2 separate regions of the Mus musculus genome follow, and region 1 is linked to region 2. The links are chromatin contacts, called in public promoter capture Hi-C maps. All regions are on one chromosome and are shown on one strand. Each heading gives the region's core, a stretch centred on a gene start, on an enhancer-like site or on the middle of the called end of the contact. The rest is flanking DNA. Distances are from core to core; before and after follow the strand shown.

Evidence for each region. Promoter capture Hi-C pulls out the DNA fragments that hold promoters and counts their contacts.
Region 1: a promoter capture Hi-C map of hippocampal neurons shows a contact between it and region 2, with 4 times the contacts expected there. The contact joins the promoter of Cdh5 here to the enhancer-like site in region 2. A contact is called at or near these places in 7 of 39 promoter capture datasets (the 3T3-L1 cell line, cranial neural crest, hippocampal neurons and 4 more).

What each region holds. Positions count from the first base shown.
Region 1 is chr8:104,097,535-104,103,963 of GRCm38.p6, reverse strand. It overlaps Cdh5 (cadherin 5), which reads right to left and starts at 2,339. Exons shown (of 12, transcript NM_009868.4): 1 at 2,232-2,339. All of the region lies in intron 1 of Gm29682 (predicted gene, 29682), which reads left to right.
Region 2 is chr8:103,145,032-103,150,908 of GRCm38.p6, reverse strand. No RefSeq gene overlaps it. Among named protein-coding and RNA genes, the nearest start is that of Gm32531, 120 kb to the left of the region's middle. Within about 2 kb of position 1,883, at least 13 of the 459 cell types and tissues checked have an H3K27ac peak or open chromatin away from gene starts, as enhancers often do.

The DNA.
Region 1 (6,429 bases), core at 1,090-3,589, 950 kb before region 2:
TGATTGCCTCTTCTCTAAATTTCAATATAGAGTATGGCTATGGGGTCAGCCCTATCCCTTTCCCACTTTATACTATGTGGCCACATGTCTGGCTAGCCTCTCTGGATTCCAGAGGTCCCATCAGTCACTTGGGAATTATTCATGTCAACTGAGGGGGTGCTAAGGAGGTGATGGAAGCAACCAGAAATGGTCCACTCAGCCAGGGGTTGAGATTTTTGCTAGAACGGTGGCTGGTGTCTCCGAGGTTCCCGTGCAACTGTGACTCATCTAACTTTGGGAGAAAAAAAGTGTGGCCCTTCAGGCTTCCTGCTCTATGTCCGGTTCTTGTTTAGCTGCACAATGGTCGGGCTGAGACTACGGGGTAGGCAGGTTAACCCCTTCAAGGTACTGGGAACTTCTTCTAGCTCCTAATTGTGAAAAGTTAGAATTTGAAGGACTGCCCTGAGGATCAGCTGCCCCTGGCCCCTTGGGGTCACCTGGTACTTTCCAGTCCGCAAATGGCTGGGCTCAGGCCAGATGCAGGAGAGTTTTGTGTCTTTCTTGCCCACTAATTGTTCTGGGCTGTCAAAATCCTCTCTGCGACTCAGCATTCAACCCAGTTCTAAAGAACCCAGAACCCACCAGCCTCCCAGACCCTTCAAGCTTCCAACCTTGAAGTCATCCACTGTCATTAGAGTCTTGCTTGCCTGCCACATTCCTCCAGGGGTAACTAATGAACGCAGATGCCCGGAGGTGCTTGCAGCAGGGGTAGCTAAGTATATGGCCTCTCTTACTCTGGCCCTTCCTTTCACATGGGTGAGACCCCCTAACAGGAGGTGTGAGACTTGTGCTTTGTGGTTTCAAATCTTTGTGGTATTCACAGCCACCTATGGCTATGGGGTAGTGGGTAAATCCACTCAGGATTCCCTGGCTATCTATCTGCCTCTCATTAGGAGTTAAGCCCAGAGCCAAGAGTGTATATCACAAGTAAGGACTGAAGATGTTTCTACAACTTTATGGTCTAGAAGCCAGAGACCCCATGTAGTCACAGGTTCCAGGAAGAGCCCGTGCTGAGGAGGACTAAATCTAAGTTCCCATCGTCATTCTGACTCAATTTTCACACTAACTCTCCTCTGGATCTCTGTTGTTGTCTCTGAGTACAGAGTTACCCTATCTACCTCCTTGGGACTGGATAGTAAATCCAGGAGCCATTGTTTTGTCGGAATATTCTTTCTGCATGAACCATCTCCACCGCTCACCACAGATTGTGAATAGAATTGCATCCAAAAATGTCCTCTCCTAATGAAGGTTTGGAGACCTTAGGTTACCGTCCCAAGGCCACACCGAAGTGAGTAGGCTGGGATCAGTGCCGAGGGTCACTGTCTCTGAGCTGGGCTTTTGGCTCAGAGGTCCTTGTCTCTAGGGCCTTCCAGAGACTTTGCTGAGCTGTACGGCCACAAGAATTCTTGAGCTCTGGGCTCTGAGTATCTGGTGTTGGGGGAGAAACTACAGGCTACCTTCCTGCCTGCAACTGCCGAAACACAAAGCAGGCTCTGAGAGTCTAGGGGAGATGAGGGAAGAGGGCTCATAAATGGGACTCCAAGTGCCCAGAGCTGAACCTCAGAAGGCCCATCTTGAAAGTGGGAGATATTGACAGAGGGAACGAGTACCCCTTTCAGCTCCCCAAATCCCACCCTAGTCCCTCGAGGTGTTGTAGGTAGAGATAACGGGGCAGGGGAATATAAGTCAGACCTTGGGAAATCTATCTCTTTAGCTCTGGACCAGATTGTCCTTTGGGCAGAAGGCAGAGCTAATCCTGGTAGATAGGGAAGGGAATCACAGAGCCGTTATTTGTCCATCCCACACAAAGCAGATCCTACTCAAATCCAAGGTCCAGACTCCAGTCCTCTGCCCTTGTCCTTGCTGAGTGACAGTGGAAATCCTATCCTCTTTGAGCCTGGTAGTCATAGAAGCTCCAGGTCACTGGAGTTTCCCTGAGTACGACAGTCTACTTACAAGGCTGCTGAGTCTTTCTTGAACATTGGTTCTGAGATAACCGTTTGTGTCCTTGCACACTAAGAGATATGCATTTTTTTTAGCCCTACCCTGGCCCCAGCAGAGAGACTCAGGCTCCGGAGAGGCTGTGTTCCCTTGAGAGTCCTACAGTGGCCATCCCATACGGGCAAGCCAGGACTCTCCCAGTTTTATCTCCATGAGACAGGAGTAGAGAGGGATTTGGGAGTCTCACTTACCTTGTCCGTGAGCAGAAGGCTCTCTCCACTGCAGTCTGTCCAGGGCCGAGCTTTGTGGAGAGCACAGTTGATTGCCTCAGGAGGGGAGAGGGGAGCCACACCCAGGCTGGGAGGGAGGCAGGTTTTCCAACTGGCCCTGGCCCACTTCCCCTCGGGATGGTTTCCTGTTATTGTTCCTTTGTGAGCTGCCTGCAGATAGGCAAGCCCTACGGTGGGCGGCCTCAGCTTGGTCAGCCTGGGCCCGTGGAAGCCTTGGACCTGCCTGGGGTATTCAACTCATACCTCAATTCTAGGTCTCATCGGAGGAGCTGTGAGCCTAGGGGTAGCTGTGGGGGCTCTAAGCTTCTGCCAGAGCATTCAGCCATCCCTGGGAGGCAGGTGTCATATCCCCCACTTTACAGTTCAGAAAGCAGAGGCTTAGTGGGTCTAAGGTACTTGTTTCCTCGCTGGACAGAGTAACCCAGACAGAAACCCAGCTACCTCAGCTTCTCCACAGAGCCGGCTTTCCGTGGCGACTCTGTAGTATGGTGGAACGAAAGGGGGCTGTGGAGTTCTCAGAGTCGGGCAGCTGAGAAACGTGACAGACAATCACTTTCAGCAGCAGATTTTGCCTGTCAGATTCTTCCAGGTAGGGCAGTGTGAGTTTCAGTTCCAAGGTACCAGCCTGGCCCATCTCACTTTACAAATACTGGGTGATGGGCTTCACGTGACCATGGACCAACCAGGGATCCATGCCTCAGTCTCCTCATCTGTATAATGGAGATAGCCATAGGTCTGAGTCAGCAAAAAAGTAAGAAGAGCTAAGAAGACAGCAAAGCAGTAGGTAGACCAGGGTCCCTCAGGACCAAGAGGCTGGGGAGATGAGGTCAAGATTCTCTTCATTCAGCCAGGCGTGGTGGCGCACGCCTTTAATCCCAGCACTCGGGAGGCAGAGGCAGGTGGATTTCTGAGTTCGAGGCCAGCCTGGTCTACAGAGTGTGTTCCAGGATAGCCAGGGCTATACAGAGAAACCCTGTCTCGAAAAACCAAAAAAAAAGAAAAAAAAAAAAAAAGAAAAAGATTCTCTTCATTCATTATGTGATGGGTTAGTAAAAATTTCAGGGTTCTGGCTCAGAGTAAATGACAGACCCCCAGAGTGTACCTTTTGGCAAATTGCCTGGGTTTCTTCATGCATAAAAGTTTGGGAAGTCCCCAACTTGTCCTGCTTTTCAGTGAGGCAAAGAGGGACCATAAGAGAGCAGATCTTTCCGGGCATGGAGAAAATACTGTGGGGGTAGGGTGGGGTGTGGTGGGGGGAAGAAAGGGTTTTCTGTTTGGGGTAGGTAATGTTGGAGATGCCCATTAGACACCCAAGTAGAGACATGGGCTTGGTGAACGAAAGCAAAGTTGGTGTAGCCAATCACTCCCTCCAGGTCCTCTGAGAACTGAACTGGAACGGAGGCCCAGGGAAAGGAGTGTACATTAGGATGGAGTATTAGCGTCCTGAGACCATGTGAAGACAGATGAGGACATCAGAGTAAGGAGAGAGGCCAGGGAACTGTCGCTGGGGCTGTTCTCAGCTCTGAGCGGAATCCATAGCATTCAACTACTGCGTGCGTGCATTCGTGCGTGCGTGCGTGCGTGCGTGCGTGCGTGGGCGAGTGCGTGTGTCTGTGAACAAACAGAAGCTCCACATTTTCCTCTCTGCCACAATCTGTTCTGTTCCCTGCCCTCAAGGTGGGCTGGCCCAGCATAGACAGCTTCCCCGAGAGCTGCCTGCCTTGGTGGTCTGTGTACTCAGTGGACACGTCTGCCAGGGTAGCACTTCCCGCTGGGTCTCATACTCAGCGCTGGCAGGCTGCCAGGGACAGGGCCTGTCCGGCCATCAATGCAAACTCCTTTTGTACTCTAGCCCTGGTGGATATTTCTGCCCCGAACACAGTCATTGTTGTCATCTGTAAACAGTAAACGATGGACAGGCAAGCCTTGGATGTGCCCCGGACTCCAGGGATGGCAGTGGAGGTCTTCATAGCAGAAGTTCAGTCCCAAAAGGCCAGGCTAGTGCTCTTCAGACCCCCTGTGGATCCAATACCTGATTTCACCCCTTCCTCACCCTTCCTCCTCGCACTCCAAGCCCACTGGAGTCAGAGAAGGTACTGGGAGGAGGGCGCATGCGCAGGGAGTAGCACTGAGCGTGCTGGAGGCTGCCAGGAAGACAGGAAACACGATGGTCTGCCAGAGCAGATTAGATGCAAGCTGGAGAAGGAAGTGGTATAAGGGGCCAGGGGACGCTCACCTAGGCTAGCGAACTCTGGGACTAGATCCTGTCTGTGTGTCCTAGACTCGCCGATTGGCTTCTCTGAGCAGCTCTCCCCGTCTCTGAAATGACCTTCAGGCCACACTTTTCAGGGCTAGGAGGTCAGAGGGACACTGGCAATCATTAACACAAGTAAGGCAGACTGAATATGTGTGCTTCATATGCGAGTGGTCTCTGGGGCAGGATGATGCTTCAGTACCTAAGAGCATCAGTTGCTCTTCCAGAGGACCTTGTTTCTGCTACTAGTACCTTTCTGGCCACAAATAGGTGTCTGTAGCTCTGGTTCCAGAGGATCTAATGCCATCTTCTGGCTCCCTCCTGCACTGCATGCCCATGGTTGCACAGATGTATAGAGAGGCAAAATACCAATATGCATACAATAAAAATAAATATATTTTTTTAATGAGCATGGTCCTCAAGCCTCAGGATCATTAGGGTGGAGAGAGGAGTTGGAAATGCAGATCCCTTGCCCTCACCTGAGGTATGTGGAGACAGAATGGCTGGAGATGAACCCCCAATATCTACAGTCTGGCAGCCCCTTAGGCCTTGTGGCTGAGCGCTCACATTGAGGAGCTCACGCGCGGGGCTCCCAGCATTCCTCCCAGCCCCTCCCAGCCCACTGCTGCCTTGCCTGGGAGCCAAGTGATCAGCTGTATCTCGTTTGGCCAGCATTACTGCTAGCTTGTCTTCCTGCCTTGGTCCCTCCCCTCCCCTCCCCTCCCCTCCCCTCCTCTCTTTCTTTTTCTCCCTTCCTTCCTCTTTCTCCTCCTTCCCCTCCCTCTCCCCTCCCCCTCCTCCTTCTTCCCCCCCCCCCCACCCTTTTCCCCCAGATAGCCCACAGGCTGGGCACTAACTCATGATCTTACTGCCTCAGTCTCTCAGATACTGACTTCACAGGGTTTACACCAGTCATGCCTGGCTCTTGATGCCCTTTTGTTTTGTCTTGTTTTTGCCAGTGTGGGCTGACTACTTGGTACTCCTGCCTGAGCTTAGTGTCGCTGAAGAACAGGGAGCAGATCTCCTTCGGAGAAGTTGTCTGGTGGCAGCAAACCTCCCCATAGTCTCTCTGCAGTCAGGTTTGGCTGCTCCAAATTTTCCCTTTTCTTCATATGATGCTTCTGATAACAGAAGCTATTCTGAGGCTCCTAGTACGACTCCTACTGTGTGCCTCTGTGTCCTAGGCTTTATAACTTCTCTCAGATAGGATGGCCTTGAGAGCAGGGGTTGGATCTAATCTATTACAGCACCAAGTATTGCTTCATGTACTTGTGCCTAGCTCCAACTAAGCTCCTTCCTGGATATGTCTGCCTGGCCTTGCTGAACACAGTAGTTCAGCTCAGGATGGCCACACATGCTTCCTGCCTCTGAGCATTTGCCCAAGCTGTCCTTTTCTTCCGAGATGATTTTCCTTCTTCACTGTGCCAGCCAAGGGTTGGGAGCAACCCTTTAATGCTCAGCCCAAAAGCAGTACCTTTCACCTAGTCTATCTGATTCCCATTCCCATTGGAAAGTCCTCCCCCACCCCCCAACTCTAGTCCTCATCTGTCCAGTGGCAAAGCCTGCCCCCAGAGCTCTGTGATGGTTCCTCTTCACTGGCAACTTGACTAGATTTGGAGTCACCTAGAAGACAAACCTCTGGATGTGACTGTGAGAGGATTTCCAGAGAGCTCTCACTAAGGAGAAAGGCCCATCTTGTATACGGGCAGCACCAGCTTATGGGCTGGCATCCCAGACTGAATAAAAAACAAAAACAAAAACAAAACAAAACAAGCCCAGACCAGGAAGGAGAGAGCCTTTATTGGAGTTTCTGGAGTTCTCAGAGAGCTGTCACTCATTGAATTGCCTGTGAGATCTGGAGTCAGTCACTCCAAAAGTAGATGGAGGTAGCCTGGGCCACCAGGG
Region 2 (5,877 bases), core at 634-3,133:
AAGGTCAGTTAGAGAAGGGAATGATACGGGAAAAATAATTAACTAGGATGCTTGATAATACCTCATGGCAGCCTATAACTGTATATGTGTATATGTATGTGTATAGTATATGTGTATATATATGTATATATACATATATACATACATATATATATATATATATATATATATAAACATACATATTCATGTATTATATGTTATATAGCTGGCCTTTTGTTCAGGCCAGGTTACTCTGAACTTGCTATGTAGCTCAGAATGGCTGCAAACCCCCACTGTGGTGCCATTAAATATATGCTCATTGCTATTTTAGTCCCTTCATAAAAAGACTTAATGTACAACCAACTAAGAAATAGAATTTAAGCTCCATGATGGGCTGTTAGGAGGCCAAAGTGGAAACACATTTCACTGCTCTGGTCATTTTGCAATTATGGCCTGAATCTGAAGAGTAGACACCCTCACATCACTGTAGAGGGAGACAAACTGTCCCAATGCATAGCCAGGACAAAGTAGTGGCCCCTTGTGCTACCACATGTAAAAGCTTCATTCCTATGATGGATTTTTACATGTTCCATCGTACAAAGTAGAAAAAATGACTTGTTATTATTTTCTCTCTTGATTCTTCCCATAAAATTATAAATTCATCAGGGGCAGGAACTCTGTCTAATCAGTAGTCATCTAGTGTAGAGATTTTGTTTTGTATTACTATTAGTCAAGTGATTGCCTATGATGTGCTTAATAAATGTCTTTTGGCTGAATAAAGTACTTCAAAGGATGCACAGAGAATGTTAGCATCATTCTGTGAGTACTACTGTTTTCTTCCTCTTTCCCTATGCATTATCTATGATGCTCACATACCTTGTAATTCAAGCCTGCTTCCTTTTGTGTGGGGACAATTCTCAGCAGCCTATTTCATGGTTATGCCTCCACTGTGGCATGGTCCAGCTTGCTCCATGGGGAAACAATCAGAAATCATATAAATTCCATTTCGGGATTCCGTTCTGCATCATGAGCTACCAAAGCCAGGAAAATAATATCATAAAAAGTAAGGGGTGGGACCTCGTACTATCTCATTAATTTTTTCTTACCAAATAACCAGACTCTATCTGTAGCATTACCAGCAGACAATACTTACAGTTATTTATTATCTCTTTGGGATAGGCATTATTGTTTCACTTAAGATAATAAGATCATAATATAATAATAACACCCCTAACAGTAAAAGTATACCTGGTTCTTGTACATTTGGATATTGTTATTTGGCCTCCACATACATGATCATATTTAACTCTTAAAACGTGGAATCAGGTAGTGATACTGTGGCCATCTTTGTTTAAATAAACAAACTGAGGATCTGTGGGATTCAGCAATACGCCCTGCCTTCAGCAAGGAAGCTTAAGGGGAGCACCCACATTATGTGTTTCTGTAGCTTACAAGCACCGTGTCATACTGATTGCATCTGTGCAGGGTTCCAGCTTTCAGTGGCAGGTGACTAATGGGGGACAGGCAGGTAGATCAATACTCACAGCACACAGACTTGGGAGGTGGAGAAGGCAGCAGGAATGAAGACAGCTGAACCCTCTAAAGAGACAGACAGAAGGTTTTGTGGCAGGAGCAATGCTTCCGAGAGAGCACAAGGGAAATAGATGAATTTTATGGTGTGTGCGTGTGTGTGTGTCTGTCTGTCTGTCTTTCACACAGGTGAAGAGAGAAAGGTTCAAAGGAAACAGCCTTTCAAGGACAGAGGTGGCAAGGGCCCAGCTGCTTCCAGTGTCACTGACCCATTTTGTATGCATGGAAAACCCACGAAAACTAAAGGGAAACAGCAACGAGGGCTTTGATGCGACTCTGCTGAGAGACAGACTGGCTCACATGGTAATGCTGAAAGGAACATCTTGCTTTACTTAAGTATGGGTTGCCTGTGCTTGTACAAACATCGAAATCACCTTTGAAGCTACAGAAAGAAAAAAAAAAGCCACAGCATATCCAGCCTCGTTAGGTTCAGGACTGAGCTCAGGAGAATACATTTTGGTGCGTGTTCCAGATGCTTCTGATGAGATGCCGTGGCTCACACTGCGAGAGATGTGGCACTTACGATGCGGAACCATTGAAGCTGTTAAAGAAGGGATGAGATAGAGAACGCGATCACAGCTGTGCTTTACAGTATCCCGAGTCCCTCTCCTGAGGCTTCCAGGAAACACTCTATCCAGAGGAGGCTGAGGCAGTCGGGTGAGCCAGGGCTGGGCCAGAGTGATCAGAAGGGTCACAGAACCAGGCCCAGACCCATAGGCGGCTACTCTCTGACAGTCATTCTTATGTAGAGCTGTGAGACACCATAAGGGGTGGTGGTAATGGGAACCCCGAAGCAAGTGTTTGCCGGGAAGGGAACTCTTGTCACAAAGGAGCCTCCCAGGAAGAAGCCAAATCTGACATTCAGAATCATTCAACCTGAAATATGTTGAGTTGCACTGTTATTCTCCCATGGCACTTTTGCCTTTAAATAGCATTATGGGGATAGGGGCTGTTTCATAATCACAGATGTCTTTGCTTAATTCAGCAGTCCCAAGGCTCAAGATATGGCAATGCATGGCAATTCGAAGGGATAGAGCAGGTTGTCTTCATTTATTCTGTGTTTACAGAGGACTCGCCTCTTGCCTCTGCGGGTAGGAGCAGGGGGATGGGGAGAAATGACCCAGGCTCAGCATGCACTTTAAGCTGAGAGGGAAGGAATAGACCTGCAGACTAATAATGGAGCCAGGCCCTAGGAGAGTCCTGGTGCAAGTCTGTAAACATTCAGAGCTGGGAGAGATGGTTTCTGCTGTGATAATAATCCAAAAGGCAGTGGGCCTTGGCAGAGGGATGGGACTCTGCATACAGATATTAGATATGTACGAAATTTTAGGGTAAGAAAGAAAAGAATGACAAGAGAGAGCTGATTGGGGACTGAAAACAGAGTATTGGCCTTTAAATAACATAATAGAAGGTAAAGATCTACAAATGGTCGAAAGATTAGAAACAACTATTAAAACAAACTACATTTGCCAGATATTTATCATGTGTCAGGAATGGTCCAACTACCTTGAATGTCGGAGTAACCCTAGGGGATGGCTTTTAAGTCTGTCAGACAGAAGAGCCTTGAATATTAGGCTTAATGAGCTGGATTCATTTCACAGGCCAGAGTTTTTAAACAGCTCTGCATAGGCCCTAAGTTTCACACAGAGTCTCAGAGGGGAACTGGGTGATTGGCATTAGAAAAGAAATACAGGGGACAGAGGGTCCTTAAGGCAGTTTTTCCTCATTTGGTTGGTTTAAGTTGGTAAGTAAGGCTTCCTTTGGAGCGTACCTTATTTTCTTAGTTGCTTACATCTGTGAAACATTTGGAGCAGTAAAAGATTTATGACAAAAGTTGAACATGTAAAAGCAAAATTAACCCTGGAATTTGTACGGTGGGAATTGTTTCAAAAGCGCTTCATTTGGAACTGGAGAGATGACTTGGTGGTTAAGAGCATTAACTGTTCTTCGATAAGACCAGGGTTCGATTCCCAACTCCAGCATGAAGGCTCACAAGTGTTTCAAGTGTCTGGAATTCCAGGTCCATGGATCTAACACCCCACTCTGGACTCTTCAGGTAACTGGCAGAGACATGCACTGGGTACAACACCTGTACACATAAAATAAATATAAAGGCTCAAAAATGTTCAAAGTTGTTTAAATCTTCTAGGCTACAGAGAGTAGATCCCAATTTGGGGACACTAGCAATGCTTATAATGGTTGCAATGGGGAGGTGTGAATGGCTCTCAAAGGGAGAGCAGTGGTAGACTCTGGGGATTTTGAACATTGGGTAGAAAGAGCTTGAGGGTAGTAAGGAGGACAGTGTGGGTCTGACAGGCTTACAGGCATACAGTCAAAGCTTTATGGCCTTGGAAAGAGAGGAGGAACTCAGGGCTGGGGCTGACCATAATTAGGATCTAAATTCTCCCTGTACTTGTCTTTCTATCTCTGTGTGAAGGAATTAGCTTCCTGTGGGAAGGACAGTGTAGTTACTCGACACCTCGCACAGCATCTCCAATGAAGTAAGACTTGGATAAATCTGTCCTGATTTAATTTGGCTATCCCATGACATCATCTCAAGTTCAAGTCAGAGACAAGGTGGAGACAGAAGGTGACTTTGCTTTGACTGTAAGTGCTCAGAAGGAATAAGGGGGAGTTTGTAGACAGCTCTTCCGATGATGTATACTCAGAAGGCAGAGCGAGGCTGAGGCAAAACAAGGATATTTGCCATTAGAGAAAAACATGTTCGAATCCTGCCTCATCTATTTCTAGGTGCTTTGGAAAGTTTCATTTGTAAAATGAAAACTGTAATATTGGGTTGATAGTGATAATTTGTATATTGCTCCATCATTATGATGCTCTGGAATTCAGTGTAAAACATACGAACCATCCAGTCCTCAGACTACCTTAAAAAAAGGATTCCTCTTAAGATGCCTTTTCATGTCCAAAGTCATACAACTTAATACCCTTAATGTGTGTCTTTGTATGAAAAACAATGTAAGTCAACTAGTGAGAACACCTGTGGTATTCTCTAAAGCTTGTGCAGAGGTGACGAATTCGCTAGGCTGGGCTCTGGAGGAGGACTCATTTCAGTATAGCCCAGGGAAAGTGTAAAGCCATTCAATTAGAAAGGAAAATACTACAAGAGGGCCTTGGTAGTCTATTTAGGAGCCATGTAGGAGGTGAAAAATAACCAACACAGCTGAGGTACTTTTATAAAATGCTTTGTCTTTTTAAAAATCATGCACATAAGGAATTATTTATTAATGTACTCTAGGTATGACTCCCTTCTTGTTGGGAGAGAAGGCATACATGCACACATACACACACACACACACACACACACACAAACTCACACACACACATTTTAAATCTCTCTCTCTCTCTCTCTCTCTCTCTCTCTCTTCATTTGAAAACAGTAACTGAAACACTTGGAATTGAAGTCAAGTACCAAGGATTTAATAGCAATGCCATTTGTAATTTGCATAGACTACAAAAATAATCAATCTTGCATTGTCTTAAGTTCAATGAGTGCACAGCGGGTTGATGACTTTGCTGGGGATAATCCTTTTCAAATGTTCCTCTCAATTCTAAAGGGCCTGCTGAATAATCCTGACTTTGCCTGGTATGACAATAGGACTCTGCCCACAGAGGGGGTCTCTGCCACAGGCCTGAAAGGCAGTTGTGAAAACAGGGAGCACCTGGGATGTCTCCAGGTGTTCCTCCTAAATGGCTGAGAGGCCAGGCAGCTACTGTGAACCTTGTGGTTTGGCTTTCTTTGGGTATAGTCAAAGCTTGCCATCAGCCAAGCAGGGGAAGGAACTGGATCTGAATGTGTTCTTATTGTTTGTTGCTAAGCTGGCTTATATTGGCTTACAAGATCCCATTATGACATAGGCAGACATTTGGGAAGCTAGCTGCTGAGATTTGATGGCTCAAAACACGCTGTGGTGGGAATATTTACATTGCAGGAATAGGAAAATATTTCCCATAGTCCCGTCAGAGCTAGTTTGCAAGCATCCCATCAGCAATGACGTGTACAATGGTCTATGTTTTCTAGCCTTAAGATACAGTAAAATGAACCATTGCCATTTCTTTCTGTGGTGCTAGGCCCGAGCTAAGATCAAAGCATGACTTAAAGCAGTTTGTTCTGGTAAAAATTTTCAGTCTCTACTAGGCAGACATCAGACTTAAAACTCCACAGTGGCCTTTGGGTGGAGAACTGGTTACCAAGAAACTCTCAGAGTTCAAGAAACTTGCCTTAGTACAGCTCCATGATTCCTAAGTGGCTAAGAGAGGGCAAAGCTCGGTGTTAGCTAAGTACATTCT